Linked DNA regions of Zea mays: region 2 is linked to region 1. The links are chromatin contacts, called in public Hi-C maps. All regions are on one chromosome and are shown on one strand. Each heading gives the region's core, a stretch centred on a gene start, on an enhancer-like site or on the middle of the called end of the contact. The rest is flanking DNA. Distances are from core to core; before and after follow the strand shown. Region 1 holds the start of LOC100282051 (mitochondrial import inner membrane translocase subunit TIM23-1). Region 2 holds the start of LOC100191408.

Region 1 (5,342 bases), core at 1,390-3,889:
AATAAAAAATCGGAGAGCGGAGCATAGCGACATGCGCGCAAGATTTTTTCGGTGATTTTGACGGGGTCTTTTTTTTCTCTGCAGCGCGACACGGCGGCGAGCCGGCGAACCGGGACCCGGGAACCCCGAAAACGGGAGCTGTTGACACTGACACGATGGGTTCGTGGATGGTGACCGATGACCTGGTGCGCCTGCGAGCAGTATTGGTGTACCGATGCACGAGCCGGGAGCCCGGGGGTAGTTGACACTGACACGATGGGCTCGTGGATGGTGTGGTGATAAACTGGTGCGCCTGCGAGCATTATTGGCGTACCGGTGCACGAGCCGGTTCGGTTGGTGCTGACCTAGCTGTTCCGCCTGTTCGTGTTGGTGGGGAAGAGATGAAAACATGCAGACACGAGGATCCAAAATCTTCGTGAACAAGACTGGATTCCGTTCAAAAAAGAAAAAGAGACTGAATCTGACTTGACCGTTTCCAACAACGGGTCGATCAAGATACCTTATGTTCTCGTGATTTTATTATTCAACACACCGAACTTTGTGCGGCATGTAAACAGGCGTCGTTGGCTTGTGCTTTCACGGTCTCATGACAGCGGCGACTGCAATGCCTCCATTATCGATGGGTTCCTATTTTCCGAATCTCTTGGGTCATCTTCGATTCGTCATGGAGATTTTTTTCCATTCAGGCTAGTTTGGTAATTTCATTTTCTTAAGAGGTTTTTATTTTCCTAAAGATAAAAATTCTTTTGAGAAATAATGTTGCCAAACTAAACCTTAGAAGATAAAGATAAAATAAGTTTTTTTCATGGAAATGTAAACGGAAAATCTCTTCCCACAAGTGAACGAGTACGAGACCGGGAAACATTCTCTATCTTCACTCCTATGTCCTCACAGGCATTTGTGAAAATTACTGCTTAGAAATTTTTTCATCGTAGGGACGAGGATAGGGAGCTATTCATCGACGGGGAATTCCGTGTTGTCATCCCTAAATATAGGTCTTAAATATTAATTAAAAATTGAACATACATTGATTATAAAAATTAAATAAGTAGGCCATGACTAATCCATGAATCTATTAAACTTAATTAAATTTTTAATTAGCGTATTTTATGATGCAAGGCACAAATTGGAGTGTTGTTAACGTATTATTATAAACACAGTTAAGAAAATGAACATGGTTTTAGAAGCATCTCCGAAGAAATACTACCGTAGACATGTAAATTTTAAGATTAAACACGTGGATTGAAGAAGATTGATGAATGGGTTTATATTTGTAGCTAGTCAAAAAAATAATCTCTTCTAATCCCCTTCAATCATCCTAAAATGTGAATAACCGAACAAGGTCTAAAACACATGTCTATTTGTTGCTGGACGTGGGTGGAGGCGCATGCATAAAACCAAGAGCAGCATTGCGTACATACGGGTCTGTTTGGTTGGGCTGTGGCTGTGAAAAAAAGCTAATGTGGGTTGTGAGCTGTCGAAAAAAAATTAATGTGGGTTATTAGCTGTGAAAAAATTGTTGTAGGTTGTGAACTGATAAAAAACTAAAAACTGTTTGGTGAAAACCACTAAAAGCCGCTAAGAATTCTTTCATGTATATTTTCGCCAATTCCATTCAAAAGTCACAAAAAACATATTCATAAGTGCTTTCAAGTGCTTTCAATTTTACACTGCGAAAAAGTCGATATTTAGAAAAAAAAAACTATTTTCTAGATTCAACCCTTTGATTTGGCTTTTAGCGTAAAAGTTAAATCCAAAAGCCAAACCATGATCCAATACAACATCCGCTGGCCCATGTCCCTTTCAATTTTTTAGGAAAAAGTTTTTAGTAATTTCTGTGAGATAACATATTTACAGTGGATTTTATTTTCTAAGGGCGCTACCGCGCTAATAAGAGATTTTGGGAAACAAATTTTTAGTGCTTTTTTGGAGCTGCTCTAAAACCTCTTTTAGGGAAAAAGAGCTAGTATATTCTCTCCGTAAACTGTCGATACTTTCTTAATTTTTTCGCATCCCCTGTATCGGCATCCTCTCACCCGCATATTTGCGTGAAGGATTCCCCAATCCTCTATATAGCTTACGTCAACTGACGGCAACAATTAGTATTTTAAACTTTTGTTACAGGGTCACGGTCGTAATCTGGCGGCCTGCAGGCACATGCAAGGCAAGTGTCGAGTGTCCTGATGCTTTTTCGCGTGTGGAACCAAATTGTAAACTGGACTGCTTCCTAAGATTTCTACATGCGACTTTAGCTGATATGCAGGGTCGTCAGCTTTTTTTAGCTTTCTACCAAAAAATTCAGCACCATTGTAGAGCAATAACTATACTTGTGTTCAGCTTTGCACATGGTACTTCCATTGTGCTCATCTTTTTTACTGAACCTGACTGCTTGCTTCCAGATTTCAGCAATTGTGTTCAGATGAAATACCGGTGCGTAAGTACGTGGCCCAATATATTATCCATTGGCCCATATTCCTTTTTAAATTTTTTAGATAAGTTTTTAGCAATCTACTGTGTGATAAAAAAAACTATGAATTTTTTTCCAACAGTCCCTAATAAAATATTTTGGGAAGAATTTTTTAGGGAATTTTTGGAGTTGCCGTAAGTCCCTGATCATTTCCACGAAGGCTTTTCTCACCGGAAAAAGATCGGAATTCCGGCGGGAATATAGGCCGCCAAAGTAGGACCTCGCAAAAGGCGGCTACCAAAACGCTCCGTTGCCTTTCCTTTCCCCACTTCCCCGGCTCCTGCCTCCCGCCGCCGACACCACCAAAAACCCTAGCAGCTCCACCCCGCCGCCGCCGCCGCCGCCATGGATGACCCTCGGATGTTCCCATCAGGATCCGACGACCGCTCCGACGCCGAACGCCGGCTGTACAACCCGTACCAGGACCTCAACATGCCCTACAGCTACCGGACGCTCTACGACCTCCCCACTTCGCCGGAGTTCCTCTTCCAGGAGGAGGCCCTGGCGCAACGACGCTCGTGGGGTGAGAACCTCACTTTCTATACGGGCGTCGGGTACCTCTCCGGCGCCGTTGGCGGCGCCGTCCTGGGCCTCCGCGACGCCGCCAGGGGCGCTGAGCCCGGGGAGACCGCCAAGATCCGCGCCAACCGCGTGCTCAACGCCTGCGGCAGCTCTGGCCGCCGCGTCGGGAATACGCTGGGCGTCATTGGCCTCATGTACGCCGGGATCGAGAGCGCCATGGTCGCGGCCCGTGACCGCGACGACTGGATGAACAGCGTCGCCGCTGGGCTTGGCACGGGCACGCTCTTCCGCGCCGCCAACGGGCCGCGATCCGCCGCCGTCGCAGGCGCCCTCGGTGGGATCCTAGCCGCCGCCGCCGCGGGGGGCAAGCAGCTAGCCAAGAGATACGTGAATGTCATATGATCGTGTTTTTTTTGTGGTAGCAATGATGAGCGAACAATGATATCGTCTAGTGCTCTAGTAGGGAAGGGGTTTGCCTTTTCTGAAAACTAGCTGAGGGCTTGTTCGGTTCTACCCCAATCCATATGGATTGAGGGGTCAAAATCACCTCCAATCCATATCAATCCCCTCCAATCCATATGGATTGAAAATAACCGAACAAGCCCTGAATGGGAAATTTTGAGCTTGCATTGGAATTGCAATGCAACATCGTGCTTCAAGATGCTTTAGTTCTGCTTTGTCCTTATATGTTAAGGGCTAGATGAAGGTATTTTTATCTCCTTGTTTGGATGCACATGTATTGTCGTCAATCCATTTCATGTTCTCAATCCATACATAGAAAAGTGGATTAGGGTGAACGTTAGTTTAAATTCTAACTAAATCCACTTCTCACACATATGGATTGCTAAACATGCCCTTAGAGTGTGTGTGTGTGTGTGTGTTGTGGTGATGTGTGGAGTGAAATTCTCTGAGATTTGACACTGCACCCTTAAGTTTAGTGCCTTTGAGATAAGCAATCTATATTGCTCATTGCTCCGAGATGAGATGACATCTTGTTTTCTGTCGTGATTTGTTCGAATTGGGGCAGACTGAACGTCTGCACCATTATCCCCATTCCATACCATGGTGATTTTTTTAAAAATTTTTTTGCAACCAAGCCTTCATATAAATTACAGATTGGATAGGCAAAAAGTTTGCATCGAAGCCTCCATAGAAATTACAGATTGGGACGCGAACCCTTCGTAAAAATTACAGATAGGGCAGTAGGATGATCAATTTTTTTACCCATTGATTCAGCCTTGACGTGCGACCAAACAATTTTTTACCCAATGCTACAGTCTTAGGCCACGTTCCTTTGAACCCAATCCATATAAATTGAATGAGATTGAGTGTGTTTAAATTCCTAGTAATTTAAAATCTCTCTTAATCCATACCAATCTCCTTCAATTCATATGGAATCAAAATGATCGAACAAGCCCTTACATGGCCTAATGCCAACATCTTATGGAAAATTCCATTATCAACCAGCACCTCCATTGTTACGTGTCACGACATAATAGAAGTCTAGAGCAGCACAAGAGCACTTGGACAAAACCAGAAAAGAAAGGCGTTTTGATGAGATGATTCAGTTAAAAAAAGATGACCCGTTAGACAAAAGGAGTCGGTCTCTAATGAGCCCTTTCTCACTTTACTCAGCGTTTGCATCCAAAATGGACGATGCGGGTTTCCATATGATACTTCACTTGAATACAAATATCAATCCTATCAGAAAACACGAGAAGAAAAACATGGGGAAAACGTGGGGAGGCTATGCCGAGCTATACTCTGCCGTGTGTGGCACAATAGTCAGGAGCCACATCATGTTCTCTACCATGACAACCGGAAACTGCACTAGCACCAATCCTATAACACAGTAAAAACCGTGTTCTGTTACAGTCGTTACAACTTTTAGATATCAATCTTATTCAGCAACCCCATGGGAATAAGTCGAGGATTGGGGCCATTTTAACTTCCGATTCCTTTTTATGATGATCTCTAAGGGTTTAGAGGCTCATCTTCCGCAGTCATCATTACAGCCTCTGCAGGAGAAAATTGTCATGGTTAGAAACCAAACAGATTCAGGGCTAGTTTAGAAATTTAAATCCCCGAGAATTCCGGTGGGGATTTAAATTTCCAAACTAGCCCTTACATAAGATTCGATGGTGGAAAAATGGCCTTTACGGTATTAGCGTAGAGCAATGTTAACATACTTGTCGATCTGTGAAGATCAGAGACAGCCATTAAGCGCCTCTGCAAGACTGCTGCCATGAGAAGGAAAATGGAGCACATGCCGAACATGACAGTTATTGGGAATGCATTCACCTGCACGACAACATTTATAAGAAAGAACAATAATAATTAAAATGAGATGTCC
Region 2 (5,342 bases), core at 1,266-3,765, 370 kb after region 1:
CTTAGAGTGAGAGGTGGTTATTGATATGGTGTTAGTGGTTAATCGTACTAGATCCGATGGACTGAAAGTTTAATCTGATTTAAATGTGTCATCGTCCTTGTGGTGAGACCTGAGCACTTAAGTTGGATTAATTTGGGCGGTTCCGCCACATGTATGATATATGAAAATTTAGTTAATGTTTATGTCTATATATATATAGCTCAATAAGTTCTTCAAACAAGGACCAATGGTTAGTATCCACCACATGGACCAGAGTGTTTTGCAAGACAAGGCCACCAAATTGATGGTAAAGGATACCAAATCCTTAGCGACCCTGATTCTAGCGTAGATAGGGCCTCTCGTCGTGAATTGCAACATGACCCTAATTATGATCCATGAGAAGATGAGGTAAAGTACGCATCCATGATTATGTGTGTGTACCTAATAGCTTATTTCACAACGTGAATTACACGTGCATGATTTCTTATGTACTTTATTACATAAATATGAGGTATTGTCTCATTTTTGTGATATAATGGCTGAAGAAGTGCCACACGAAGACGCACCAGAACCGACCGAGACGACCACCGAGAGTTTAAGAAAAAGGAAGCAGAGTGATTGAAAACGAGGTGACAGAGGACTGAACAGGTGGCCATACAACACATATAGAGTCTCAGAAGTGAGCCTGAAAGGTCACCCTAGCTCCTGAACAAAGCCTAACTAAGTTTTGAAATGCATTTGGTGTCTTAGTTCAGGATAATCTTGACATCACAATCCGATAGTGGAAAGATGTGTCGGCCGATGTCAATAATCTAATTTCGGATAAGCTACTAACAATGTTCATTCCTCCTCGGGTTTAAAAAGAACTTGTAAAGCATTATGTAATCGATAAGTGTACAATCATGTTCCAAAATTAAAGGTCTAAGATGAATACCAAGTGGGCGAAGAGAGACTTAAACACGACAAATAGGTACAAAATTTCAACAGGTCAATGGACAGTCTTTCTAGATCAGAGGAGTAACCTAAAGTTCTTAGCTTCAACCGAAGCCAATTCAGATCTCGTAAAGAAAAACAAGTACCACCACTACCAAGGCACAAATGGTTACCAGCGCCAGGTTCCACAGATGGAGCAAGAAGATGCTGTGAACAAGGTCACATGGTTGTCGGCGTTATCTAAGCAACTTGGCAAAGGATTGTGAATTAGATCCGTGCTAAAAAACCAAGAGAAACCGAGACTGTTTTGTCGTTTGATGATCCAATAGTTGAAGAAGCAGTGATAGCTAAGCAGAGGGAAGCATCATTCAAGCCACAAAAAGAGAGGGACACCCTTACAACTAGTCTAGGTAATCCCGAGCATCCTGGTTATGTACGGGGCATCTTGTCCAAAGAAGGACGGAAATAAGGATTCAAACCATATTGGGAAGCTATGTACAAGAATCACGTTCAATACAAGAAAGCGACGACAAATTATTTTAAGGAGGAGGCCAAGAAAGACTTCAAAGACATGATGTCTCAAATGCTATCCAATCCTTCTCTTGAATTGATGCATCAATTGACGAGTGCGATGTCTATTCAACAAATGGCCACTCAAGCTCCCCAGATGCAGCTAGTTCTAACAACACAACCATTGGTCATAGCTCATAGAGTGTCCAACCATTCCAAGCGGTGTCACATCTATGACAAATAAGGTCCGCTATCCAGTTGACGACATCAATATGCCTGTGTCGTGCTCGCTAGTCACAAGATATGGTATTAATAATATTCATACAAGAAAAATAGCCACAGTCTTTCGATCCGGGATGTTAATATCATGGTCGCGATATTCCAGCAAAGTACTACATGGTAGAAGTGTCGACAATCGTTCAAGGATACGAGAAGGACATGCTAGACATTCCTTGTTTCGAGGGGATTGAGAAACTTGGACGGACTATCAAAAATTTCATTCTTTAGCCTCGACGGGACATTCAATTGAGCGAGCCACCACATCCTTTCCATCCCTTTATATTACCTTCATAAACTTTCATACTTTCAGCGATTTTCTCCTTTTAACGTGGTGCCATATCGGCAAAAGCACTAACAAAATCTCTGAAAGTGAAAAAACAAACGGTCTAAAGTTGAGAGGTGTCAAAAACTAGTTTTTTATGTTTAGGGAGAAGATCGGACTACTGCAATAGCTGAGAGGGGCAAACTGTTTTTTTTTTTTTTTTTTGCTTACTGAAAACCAGAAAATAACTGGCCATCCCGACAGAAGTAGCTGTGAAATGGCCAGCCAGCAGCCCAGCACACAGGAATTGAGCCCATTCTCAAGAGTCAAGAGACCTGTCACTGCCTTGGGAAAAAGTAAGAAAACCCTCGGATAACCTGGTTCTCGGTCGTTAGGTTTCTACAGCCTTCCGTGGCGGTGGCGCCGGTGCCGCTCGACCGCACCAGCCCGACGTGGAGGCCCACTGTTCAGTCACCCATTCGGCCGCTGCGGTCACGATCTCATAAAATGCCCGACTTCAGAACCAGCCCGCCGCGACCCCCTTCCCCCTGACGCCTCGCGAAGCCATCATCTTCCAAACCCTCGCCGCAGCCGCAGCCGCAGCCGCAGCCACCCTTGCTTCCGCACGATAGTGCCCGGGACCAGCCTTCTATGGCGGCGTCGCTGCTCCTCCGCGCTGTGCGCCGAAGGGAGCTCGCGTCCCCTCTCGGATCCGTAAGGCCCCTTCCTTCATCTCCGTAATTCTCTTCCATTCATATTCGGCTAGCAGTTTCGTCGTTTGTAATATATGGATCTCACGTTCTCGTGGATTTGGCGCGGAGGAGGATGAATTAGTGCTTGTAGGTTCTAAGCACTAGAGGGTATTAATGTATTATTTCAGTTCTTGGTAGTTCTGGATTACTTCTGTGGTAGAACTTCAGTAGCCATGATCTGCTGCGATTTGTGAGCAACTGTTCTTGTGCACATAGAAGGGCTTACCTCGACATGGTGTTATCGCTCAAATTGTGGGTCGTTTCCCTGTGCAGGGGTTCCTTAGCATTATTAGTAGTGTTATCTCAAATTCTCAGGTCCCCTTTGGTATGGCTCTTTGGGTGGCTCTATCTTCAACTCATCATGAAGCCCTACCAGATGGTAAAAAAACGGCTTCTCGTCGAGAACCCTCTAGGAGCTAGAGCCGTTTTCTTGTTGGGAGCCAGAGCACCAAAAACGTGGCTTATACCGGCTCCTCAATTTTTCTCATACATCATTCGAAAAAACACAAGAGAAGCTGTTTTTCCAAACGAATTGCAAAAAGGACCCGACTCCTCCACAGAAGCCAAGGAGCCAGAGGAGCTAGAGCCGAAACTGTATTCAGAGGAGCTGGAGCCTTGCCAAAGGGGGCCTCAATACTGTTATGGAGTTAACCATGGATAAATTGTCATATGGCTATGGTCTGTCAGGTTTTTGTTTTTCAGTGAATGCATTCAGTTTTATTGGATCTATTTGGGGCCTATTGCTAATAGGTGGATAGGTGGTTGGATGGTGAGTTGAAGGTGTATCTGAACTATTAGTACCTATTAGCAATTCCAAACCAGCTAATGGAACTAATAGTTAGGAGCTAGTTAATAATTAGCAGTCTGTTTGGATCCACTAGCTAGTACTAATTTTAGGTGCTAATTTTTAGTGCTAATGAATCCATTTTAGTTCAGAAAAAAACTGTTTTTAGCTGCTAATTCAAGTGCTAGTTGGTCTACCTACCTATGGGGCTGTAAATAAGATGCCAGCTTTTTCTGGAGATGAGATGACAGGAAAAATGTGCGGAATCCTGTCATCTTATCTCCAAAAAAAAGAACTGGTACCTTGACATTTATCTTGTACAAGAACAATGCATCCACTATCAAGAGTATTCTGGGAATCCAAACAATCAGATTATTTTTGTCCAAAATTCAGATTATCAAAATCTCAATGTCTAGATTCTAAATTCAGATTCTCAAAATCTCTATCTACTATCTAGATTCTTATAATCCCTCTAGGATTCAAATGGGACCTGAAGTCTCCGAATGTACTTGTTTCAGCTGGGTGCCAACTTACAGTCAACATGTGCTGCCAACATATGCTCAAAATGGGGAAATTTTGCAAGACCTTTTAGGTAATAATTATCTCCTGTTTGAGTTCTTAACGCTTTTCTGATTTTAGTAATGCTAATTTGCATGGTAACTGCTTTCAGTGCAAAAGCTGCTGGAAATGAGGTTATTGGGATTGATTTGGGGACAACTAACTCTTGTGTTGCTGTTATGGAAGGAAAGGTGAGTTACTCATAAGGATTTTTGCCCTTCATGATTTTTGTCTCTCATATTTGTTTTATTGCTGAGTTAAATAACTATATTAAATGACTGCAGAACCCAAAAGTTATTGAGAATGCTGAAGGTGCGAGAACAACACCATCTGTTGTCGCATTTACTCAGAAGGGTGAAAGACTTGTTGGTACTCCAGCCAAGCGCCAGGCAGTAACCAATCCCCAGAATACTTTCTTTGGAACAAAGAGGATGATTGGGCGACGCTTTGATGATCCACAGACACAGAAAGAGATGAAGATGGTGCCATACAAAATCGTGAAGGCTCCAAATGGTGATGCTTGGGTTGAAACAACAGATGGCAAGCAGTACTCACCGAGTCAGGTCGGTGCATTTGTGCTGACCAAGATGAAGGAGACAGCTGAATCTTACCTTGGCAAATCAGTCTCAAAGGCAGTGATTACTGTTCCAGCTTATTTCAATGATGCTCAGCGTCAGGCCACAAAGGATGCTGGTCGCATTGCTGGCCTTGATGTTGAAAGGATCATCAATGAACCTACAGCAGCTGCTCTGTCTTATGGAATGAACAACAAGGAAGGCTTGATAGCGGTATTTGATCTTGGAGGAGGAACTTTTGATATCTCTATCCTGGAGATCTCAAATGGAGTTTTTGAGGTATATCTTCATAACCTTCAAGTCAACTCATTGTAGAAACATTTTCCGAATTACACTCTGCTCTGATTTCATTCTATGTATTGCCACTCAGGTGAAAGCAACAAATGGTGATACTTTCTTGGGTGGTGAAGATTTTGATAACACACTACTAGAGTTCTTGGTGAGTGATTTCAAGAAAACCGAGGGCATTGATCTGTCAAAGGATAGATTGGCCCTGCAAAGGCTTCGTGAAGCTGCTGAAAAGGCAAAGGTTGAACTTTCATCGACTTCTCAGACAGAAATCAATCTGCCATTCATAACAGCTGATGCTTCAGGGGCAAAACATTTGAACATTACACTGACAAGGTCGAAATTTGAATCTCTTGTACACAATCTGATTGAACGGACTAGAGATCCATGCAAGAACTGCTTGAAGGATGCCGGAATATCTA

The links. A called contact is a pair of places that touch in the nucleus more often than the background predicts.
Region 2: a Hi-C map of leaf mesophyll shows a contact between it and region 1, with 5 times the contacts expected there. The contact joins the promoter of LOC100191408 here to the promoter of LOC100282051 in region 1. A contact is called at or near these places in 2 of 25 Hi-C or Micro-C datasets (ear and leaf mesophyll).

What each region holds. Positions count from the first base shown.
Region 1 is chr1:228,224,550-228,229,891 of Zm-B73-REFERENCE-NAM-5.0, forward strand. LOC100282051 (mitochondrial import inner membrane translocase subunit TIM23-1) reads left to right here and starts at 2,640. Exons shown (of 1, transcript XM_008666525.4): 1 at 2,640-3,967. The coding sequence starts at 2,813. The coding sequence ends at 3,391. It overlaps LOC100191861 (major Facilitator superfamily protein), which reads right to left. Exons shown (of 6, transcript NM_001137285.1): 5 at 5,179-5,290; 6 at 4,591-5,007. The coding sequence ends at 4,964.
Region 2 is chr1:228,594,218-228,599,559 of Zm-B73-REFERENCE-NAM-5.0, forward strand. LOC100191408 reads left to right here and starts at 2,516. Exons shown (of 6, transcript NM_001136842.1): 1 at 2,516-2,677; 2 at 4,018-4,091; 3 at 4,170-4,248; 4 at 4,342-4,911; 5 at 5,003-5,342. The coding sequence starts at 2,615.